Linked DNA regions of Sus scrofa: region 2 is linked to region 1. The links are chromatin contacts, called in public promoter capture Hi-C maps. All regions are on one chromosome and are shown on one strand. Each heading gives the region's core, a stretch centred on a gene start, on an enhancer-like site or on the middle of the called end of the contact. The rest is flanking DNA. Distances are from core to core; before and after follow the strand shown.

The links. Promoter capture Hi-C pulls out the DNA fragments that hold promoters and counts their contacts.
Region 2: a promoter capture Hi-C map of fetal liver shows a contact between it and region 1, with 2.9 times the contacts expected there. The contact joins the promoter of NETO2 here to the promoter of PHKB in region 1. A contact is called at or near these places in 2 of 5 promoter capture datasets (fetal liver and liver), 1 of 47 Hi-C or Micro-C datasets (embryonic fibroblasts) and 2 of 2 datasets of contacts at active chromatin or transcription factors (alveolar macrophages and skeletal muscle).

The regions. Positions count from the first base shown.
Region 1 is chr6:37,191,575-37,195,812 of Sscrofa11.1, reverse strand. PHKB (phosphorylase b kinase regulatory subunit beta) reads left to right here and starts at 2,183. Exons shown (of 32, transcript XM_021094236.1): 1 at 2,183-2,329. ITFG1 (T-cell immunomodulatory protein) reads right to left here and starts at 2,181. Exons shown (of 18, transcript XM_021094239.1): 1 at 1,746-2,181; 2 at 177-249. The coding sequence starts at 2,079.
Region 2 is chr6:37,441,692-37,445,770 of Sscrofa11.1, reverse strand. It overlaps NETO2 (neuropilin and tolloid-like protein 2), which reads right to left and starts at 2,236. Exons shown (of 10, transcript XM_021094240.1): 1 at 1,840-2,236. The coding sequence starts at 1,873.

The DNA of each region.
Region 1 (4,238 bases), core at 934-3,433:
TCTTGGTATGCTCACAAATTTTCCTAATAAATTAGGTGCTTCATTACTCACAATTAGTGGTTTTATATCACAACATCGCATTACAGTTAAACTGACTTCAAAGACAATCCAACTAGTTATTGCATATCTATTATTACAGTAATGACTTTTACAGAAACGAATACATTTGTACTTACTTCAAGGATACCCTTACTTTGGGTTTAAAATAGGGTGCGTTCTGGTCTGCCAAAAAGACGATTAACTCATTTCCTAAAAGAAGTGAATATATATTAGAAAAATATTCCTGGTAAGACATCCAATCAGTGCTTACAAGAAGATTTCTGGGCACTGTTTTCAACAAGAAAACTTTTATTTTACTCTAGTATACCTGCCCTCTCAAGGCTGGTCCTATTAGACTGCTGGAATGGAGATTCCTAACAGCTTTTAAGAATTCAGTATTCAAAGCAGCAGAGAAATTAGAAGGATAAACATGGAAAAATATAGTTGGTCAAGACAAATTGAAGCCAATGGCTTCTGCCAGAGTCATACCGATTGACTTAAAAGAAGCATACAAAGAATATGCATTATAACTATACTATGTATTAAGTCTTGCCTTCCTCAAACCCAACACCTCAGCCTCCTTACAAGGGTATTTACTTCATCATATGGATGCATCACATCAAGGACATAAGACCTCCTATCGTATGTAGGTATCTGAGTAGTAACGAGGAAGTGACTTTGTATTTAAGCAGAAAAACTTGAATCAAAGACTGTTTTTTTGTGTCTCCTGTAGAACCATCCCCCAGGTTGATGCATTTTTGGAGCTCAAAGTGCACTCATTGGATCAGACTTTCGAGACAGTTTATTCAAAACACAGGGCATATTTAAAGGGGAGAGTCCCCGTATGCAGTTAGGATGGAATAGCTAAAGGTTAGGCGGAAGGCACTCTTCTTGCAGTACATGGAGCTATACAAAGATATGGAAAACATTCAGGGTCCACAAGAGGCTCTGGGGCCCTGGCAAGGGCCCCCAAAGATTTGGGCCGACACCCCATCAAACTCTGTATAAGGGCTTCACTGCCTTCTTTCACAGCCTCTAATGCCCTAAGCATCAAGATTTACAAAAGTTTGTTTAGTGATGTTAAAGAACTCCCATGAACCTCGAGCTGAAGAAAGAAGAGATTTGGAGTCTAGGGTGGTGGCCAAAGCAAGGAAATCTTATGCACACAAAAGGGAGAACCCTGCAGTTTAAAAATCCTTTTCCAATAAGACACTGGATTTATTAGGGGGCAAGGAGGAGTCCTCTATTGGAGGAAACTGTCAAGTTGCACCTTCTGCAGCTGATCAAAGGGGAAGGGAGGCTGGAGGAAGTAAAGCAGATAGGAATGACGGGGCCTTGGGAAGGAACTTAGAGGCAAGCTACAAAGATTGCTGGGAATCAGGAAGGCCTTTGGAAGGCAGGTGATTCCGTAAGGAAAACGCGGATGGACGAGTGAAGGCTGGGTCCTATCAGGGAAAGAAAACAAAACAAGACTGCCGTGTTTCTAAGGCTGGTGGGAGTGGATCAAACTGTGGAGTGTTAGGGTCGGGATCTGGGTTTGAATAAGATGTAGAAAACCCGCAAGCTATCAACGATGCTGGAAATAAAGTCAGAGAGGGCTGGGAGAGAAGGTCCGGGAAATGCAGGAGGACTGGCCATCCGGGCAAGGGGTGTGGGGAACACCAGGAGGAGTACGCGGACAGAGGGAGGGCCGGGCAAGCACTGACTTTCCCGCAGCACGAAGAGGTCCGTCTGCTTGTCAGAGTTGAGGTCTCCGAAGGCCGCCACGGTGCCCCAGGCCTCGGCTCCAAAGAGCTCGGCCGTGACGTTGTGCAGCGCCCGCGCGGGGACTGGCCCGACTCCCAGCAGCGCGAGCCCCCCAAGCAGCGGCGCCAGCAGCACCCAGGAGCCCGGCAGCCGGCCCGCCGCCGCCATGGCAGCCCCTCGGCCCCCGCCCTCCAGCCCACTGCCGCGCTTGACGGCAGCCGGAAAGCACCGTGCTGCCGGCCGAGAGACAAACAGCGCAGCCCGGACGTCCGTACGGCTGCGGCCGGCTACCATCGCACTCTCCCCTAGGGCTGCCCCTCTGACGCTCGGGACGCCGCGGAGCCAGGGCGAAGCTCGTCCTCGCGCTCACTTCCGGCCGGCGCGCCTCCCGACAGTGTCGCGCGGGGGGGCGGGGCCGGCCGGGCGGAGCTGACAAGCGGCCCTGGGGGCGGCGGCCAAAGCAGCGGCCCGATCGCGATGGCGGGGCTCAGGCCCGAAGTGAGCTGGAAGGTCTTGGAGCGAAGGGCCCGGACCAAGCGCTCAGGTTTGGCTGTCTGGGGCGCCACCCCTTCACGCGCACCGTAGGTGGTGCTCCCCCTCGAGCGCCTTGGGCGGGAGGCACGTAGGGGTCCTGGAATGAACCTGTGCCCGAATACTTCCCCTTAGGACAGGCAGTCGTCCCTGCCTTCCTCTTGATGTCTTCCCCCAGGTCTAGAAATTAGGTGGTGGGCACACCTTACCCCATTATGCTTCCCCAACTTTATTGCGTGTGTATTCCCACTGGAAAAGTAGGTGTTGTGCTGACTTTGCCTGGAGTCTTCTTACTTAGAAATCAGGAGGCCGCCACATTCCTGAGAGTGTCCTCCCTGCGTGTGTTCTTCCCTGCAAGTCAGCTAGCTTCATTCTTAGATACGGCTATAATCGCGTCCTGGAAAACCGGCGGCTACTCTTTGCCTTATTTCATATGTCCATTTCATATTACAAGTTCTGATCTCTAGCCAGTTATCTTTGTGGAAGAAATCGAGGGGGGCAGGGCCTCAGGCCTTGAAGTGGGTCAGGTTGAGCATAGCTAAGTCTCAGAAGGAAGTAGACCTCTTCCCTGGGCAAGTGGCCGCAGGACGCATAGTTCCCAGTTGTGGCTCCTAAATGCGAGGCCACCTAGGTCAGAACACGCTGTGCAAGCAGTTATAACTGTTCAAGTGTCCTGAGCTGACTTGTTCAAATTGCAGAGTCACAACCTCGAAGTTAGCACTTGTGGCTGATAACTCAGTCTAAGAGCCAGGGTTGAAACTTCCCTTATTCCTGGTTGGCTAGATGTAATCTTGAGCTAAAAGTATCCCTATAAACAGGAAACATGGTGGACTAACAAAACTTCAACTAAGAATCTTCCCTTTTAAGGGATTGATGTTACTATGTAAGTTAGTGCTGGGAGATGCTAATGTCAAAGTTGATCATCTAAGAACAATGAAAAGCATAGCTCTAGGAAAACTTTGCATTTTCATTGGTATTAAGAGAATTCTTAATTATCTGTTGAACACGCTGTTGTCGTTATTGTTGTTTTGACGAAAGTATCTAATTTCATAAACCTGACAGGAGAAATGCACCCAATCTTTGTTGCTTATTTCATTCTGTTTTTTTAAACCTTAAAAAAATTTCTGCTCTTATTTACTTAGGGTTCAAGGAAAACTACCACTAAAATACGAATTTTTCAAAAATGAGTCCTTAATACATTTTAGGGTCAGTACAGTTACTGGGAATAGTCACATTTTTTTTTTTCATTTTTTAATGTTTTTAAGTATAGTTGATTTACAATGTTGTGATAATTTCTGTTGCACAACAAAGCGACTCAGTTGTACATGTACACACATCCATTCTTTTTCAGTCTTTTCCCATATAGACTATCACAGAATATTGGATAGAGTTCCCGGTGCTATATAGCAGGTCCCTGTTGGCCAACCATTCCATATAGTCACATTTATTTTTGTTTCACATTTTTCTCAGGCTTTTCATGTCATATTAAAGTATTGAGTTGACCACTAACAATGAGTCTTTCTAAGCTACAAAAAGTGTTATTGGGTTGATAATATCTGGTCAAAGAGTAACTGGACTTTTCTTACAGGAAACTGAGCTCTACCCTCATCGTATAATTTTACAGCATTTCTCTTTTCCTTTAATAAACCTATAGGGCTTATTTTCTTCTCCAGTCTTTTAATTTCCTCAGAACTGCATGTCATAACAGTAAGCTTTGAAAACCTACCTTCTCTTTCTTTACTGAGGAAAACTTCAAATTTTATTTTACTGTTGTTGAATGCAGCCACTTAAAACCAGTTTCATGTACAAAGTAGTTGCGTACCTTGTATAAATGTTGGCTGTTGGTTTATGTCTCTATTGTAACCGTAAAAGAGATACCATTTGTAGTCATCCCTCCAAATTAGTTGAGGTTTCAGATTCTT
Region 2 (4,079 bases), core at 987-3,486, 250 kb before region 1:
ACCTATACATAAACTTTAGAAGACTTTAAAAAAGCTTGCTTCCTCTCTAGCAAGCCTAACAATAACAACAACTTAGCTTGAGCTTTAAAAATACACTAACAGGTAAAAATAAAAATAGTGTAGGCTGGGTAACATCAAAAAAAAAAGAAAAGCCAGATACAGATACTACATTGTTTTCACTGTAGTTCTGTCATCAACCATAGACTCTTTTCCTAAAAGGTACAACTAAAATGCTTCACCACGGTGGCCAGAGAGGGCAGTGTGTACCAACGACAAAAGCAAAGGCAGAAAAGCTGCAAAACCCTTCACCATTCCAGGAGTATCAGAGATTCTGTCCTATCCAGCTCAGTTTCGTCAAGTTCTGCAGGTAAAGCTGTATAATAGAGCTACGTGATTTCTCCCCAGAGGGGGCTACTCAGATGGAATGCCATTATGATACTGAACATCCTAAGGCAATCAGAACAACGAAGTCAATTCAGATAAGCACTATCAGACCGCTACCGTGCGTACGATTTATTTTGAAAAAAAAGTAAAACAAAAATCTTAATTTCCAAGGAACGGAGATATAAATTTGGAGTTACAGATAGCAAAGACTACAGAAATGGATTTCAGAGTTTTAAATTTTAATATAATAAAGAAATCATCAAGAATTTATGGGAATTCGGGGAAACAATCACTAGATAGAAAAGTCCTACGTTACCTTAATACAAACTGTACATGTAAGTATACAGTGGGTAAACAAACTGCTGAAATCTCAGTTATGAATTTAGGAGCACCTGGAGAGTAGATAATTTGTGCAATTAAAATTAAAGGCAAAATTACACTGAATTTTCCAGTAAAACAAATTTGAAAAAAGTGTTGATATGGAGTGGAAAAAAACACCAAGATTTTGCTCTGTACGAACATCAAGAGACAATGAAAAGCGATATATGACACTATAATCAATACCTTAACTCCTTACCCAATATCTTAAAAAAGGAAATATTTCATAACATTACAAATACACAGCTATTCAGTTTTCAAGCCATCAGGGGAAAAGGGAAGCCCTTTATTGGTGGTATTTTCCTCCGAGGACCAAAAAAAGGATTTACTCAGTCCAATTTTCAGAAGCAACTTTGAATCAGTCTTAATTACCCATATATATAAATTTTAATCTAAAATAACACCTCCTGGAAAATGCAAAGCAGCTCTAGTAGGTCTTAGCGCTTTGTGTTTGGCAAGCGGACTGTTTTAATTCTCAGTACAACAAATCACAAAGAACCAGGCACCGGCGCAGGGTATCCTGAGGTCCCAGGAAGCGCCTGGGCGCAGCCGGAGCAGCGGCAACTGGCCGGGCCGATATCGGCGCCCGCAGTGGTGCCGCAGCCTCCGCGGCCGCAGCAGGTGGGACCCGGCCCGCGGGCAGGCCGTTCCACTAGCCGCCACCGAGGGGCTTTTCGAGAACTGCTCCTCGACACCTCAGCTGGGGTTTTTATTGTTTGCTCGGAATGACTTTCTGTTCTTAATGCTCAAAAAGATCGGCCTTCGCTCCACTCTCAGGAACCCCACAACTTTGCAAAGCGATGCGCGGAATTCCGAGGAAGAGGCGCGAAGGCACAGCTCGGAGGGCCCGCCGGGCCGCCGGGTCCCGATGCGCTCCCCGGTTCCCCCGCCACAGCCTGCTAAGCACGCAGAAGGCTGGAGAGAAGCGCTCGGGGAGCGAGTCGAGCCCGGCGGGAGTGGGCTCCGCGGTCCGCTCGCGCCAGACAAAGGGGCGCGTCGGGCGCCCGGCACCGGGCAGGGACGCGAAGACGCCGGCCTCGCCCGCAGGGGGCGCCGTCCGCGGCCCCCGGCGCTTACCTTTGAGGACCGAGCAGAGCTGCTCCAGGGCCATGTTCCCCAGCGGCCCGGCGCTTCGCGAGGGGCCGAGGCGGCAGCGAGAAGGTGGAGGCGGTGGCGGAGGCGCGGCGCTCACGGCCCGGCGCGGCGGCAGCTCCGCTCCGTCCCCATCGCCCTCCACCAGGCTGCTCCCCGCGGGGGCAGGGCTCAGGTCCTGCGGCCCGCCATGCCGGAGTCCCGCGGCGGGCTCCCGCGCTGCCCCAGCTCCCCGACGGACGCCGCCTCCTGCTCCGCGGCGCTCCGTCCCATCGACCACCCCGGAGCTGAGGCGCGCGGACGCCAAGGACCGGAGCGGCGCAGAGCGCTCCGCTCACAGCCGCGGCGCTGGCCCCGCTGAAGTGGCGGGCGCGGGGAGCCCAGGCTCATTTAAGCAGGGAGCTCGAGCGCCGCGTGCCGGCCGCGCCGCCTGCGCGCAAGTGCCCGCCCCCCGCCCCGCCCGTGTGCCCCTCGCACCCCTCCCGGCCAATCGCCTGGCGAGCCCGCCCGCGGCCTCGCACCCTGGGTGGGCGGTGCGTCCCTCCGGCTACCGTTGGGCTGGGGGCGGGGCGAGGAGGTCCCGGCGGTGCTGTCCGTCCGCCCCGGAAAGGCCAGCTCCGAGCGTGAGACCGGCCCGCCCCCGGCCGCTGCCCGGTGAATGAGTCCGAGTCCTCGAGCCCTCTGACCGGAGGGAGGGGCGGAGATCCGCCCCCAGCTCCGCTCTGCAGCCCAGGTCCGTCTGCCCGCCTCCGTCTGCCTTCGCAGACGGAAAGGGGGCACCGACCTCTCGACCTCTCTCCTAGGACCTCAATTCAAGGTCAGAACACTGCCCGGCTCAGGCCAGCTCCACTACCTCCTCGGCGGGGGAATGCGGATCTGGGGGCTTCAGGACAGAGCGGGGCTGAGGTTCTCGCCTGCCTGTAGCGCGAGGTGAGTTGACCTGACCGACGGTAACGATGACTCATACGACCGACCGCTGTCCAGATTGCGAGGCACAGTAGCAAACACTTCACATGTCAACTCTGCAGTCCTCGATTCACCTGCTGTGGGATAGGTACTATTAGAGAATGGGAAAAAGGAGGCCAGGAAGGTTAAGTAATTTGTCGAGAGCCACACAGCAAGTGAGGGAGGTGAGGTGGTGAACCTAGGAAATCTGCCTCCAGAGGCTGCCCTCCTTACCCCTAAACGATGGTGATGTGATCGCTTGACTCTGCTAATAAACCCCCCAAATCTGGAGTTCCCATCTTGGCGCAGTGGTTAACAATCCGACTAGGAACCATGAGGTTGCAGGTTCTAATCCCTGGCCTTGCTCAGTGGGTTAAGGCTCTGGCGTTGCCGTGAGTTGTGGTGTAGGTCGCAGACGTGGCTCGGATCCCGCTCAGGCCTAGGCCTGTGGCTACAGCTCCAATTAGACCCCTCGCCTGGGAACCTCCATGAGCCGCGGATGCGGCCCTAGAAAAGACCAAAATACGAAACAAACAAACAAACCCCCTCCAAACCTGCAAACCACTGCATAGAATGTGCTATTGATTCTCCTGTTTTATTTTCTCCATAGTGATTACCTTGCCCATCTACTTGTTTACTTGTTCATCGTTTGTATCTCATTCAACCCCCCCCCCCATTAAACTGTAAGGTGCTTGAGGGCAAGGAGGCCATATTAATATATTCCTTTAACACATATTTATGGACTGTCAGTTGTGTGTGGAAAATGGTGATGGGTGCTGGGGAAACACCCTTGATTAAGGTCCTATCTACTAGAATATTTATGCCTGTATCTGACATACAGTAGGAATTCCATAAATATTAGTCTAACAAGTTAAAGGACAATTTAAGGGCAATTGCAGCAACTGAAAATATCTCTCTTTCCTTCTCTCCCTCCGAAAGTAAGTTATTAACAAGTTTACAAATGAAAACACATTTAATATCAAGAATGTCAAGGTATTTAGCCCTTTGCCATGTGCTGTGGAAGGTATATAAGGTGTGTCTGTGGCTTCCTAGGGACAAATCACCTACAGTTAAGTACATAGGAGGTTGCACACGGGAACCAACCTGTAAATAGAACATTTAAGAACCTTTTCCACAAATATAATAAAGTGACATATTGGGAGTCTAGACAGTAATAAGAGTGTTATAAATATAAGTCACAGACAATGATGGACAAAAAGGATTGGGAAGAAGGAGCCCTCTCAGTTTCTGGAGTAATGGCTCTCAATGCATAGTTAGTT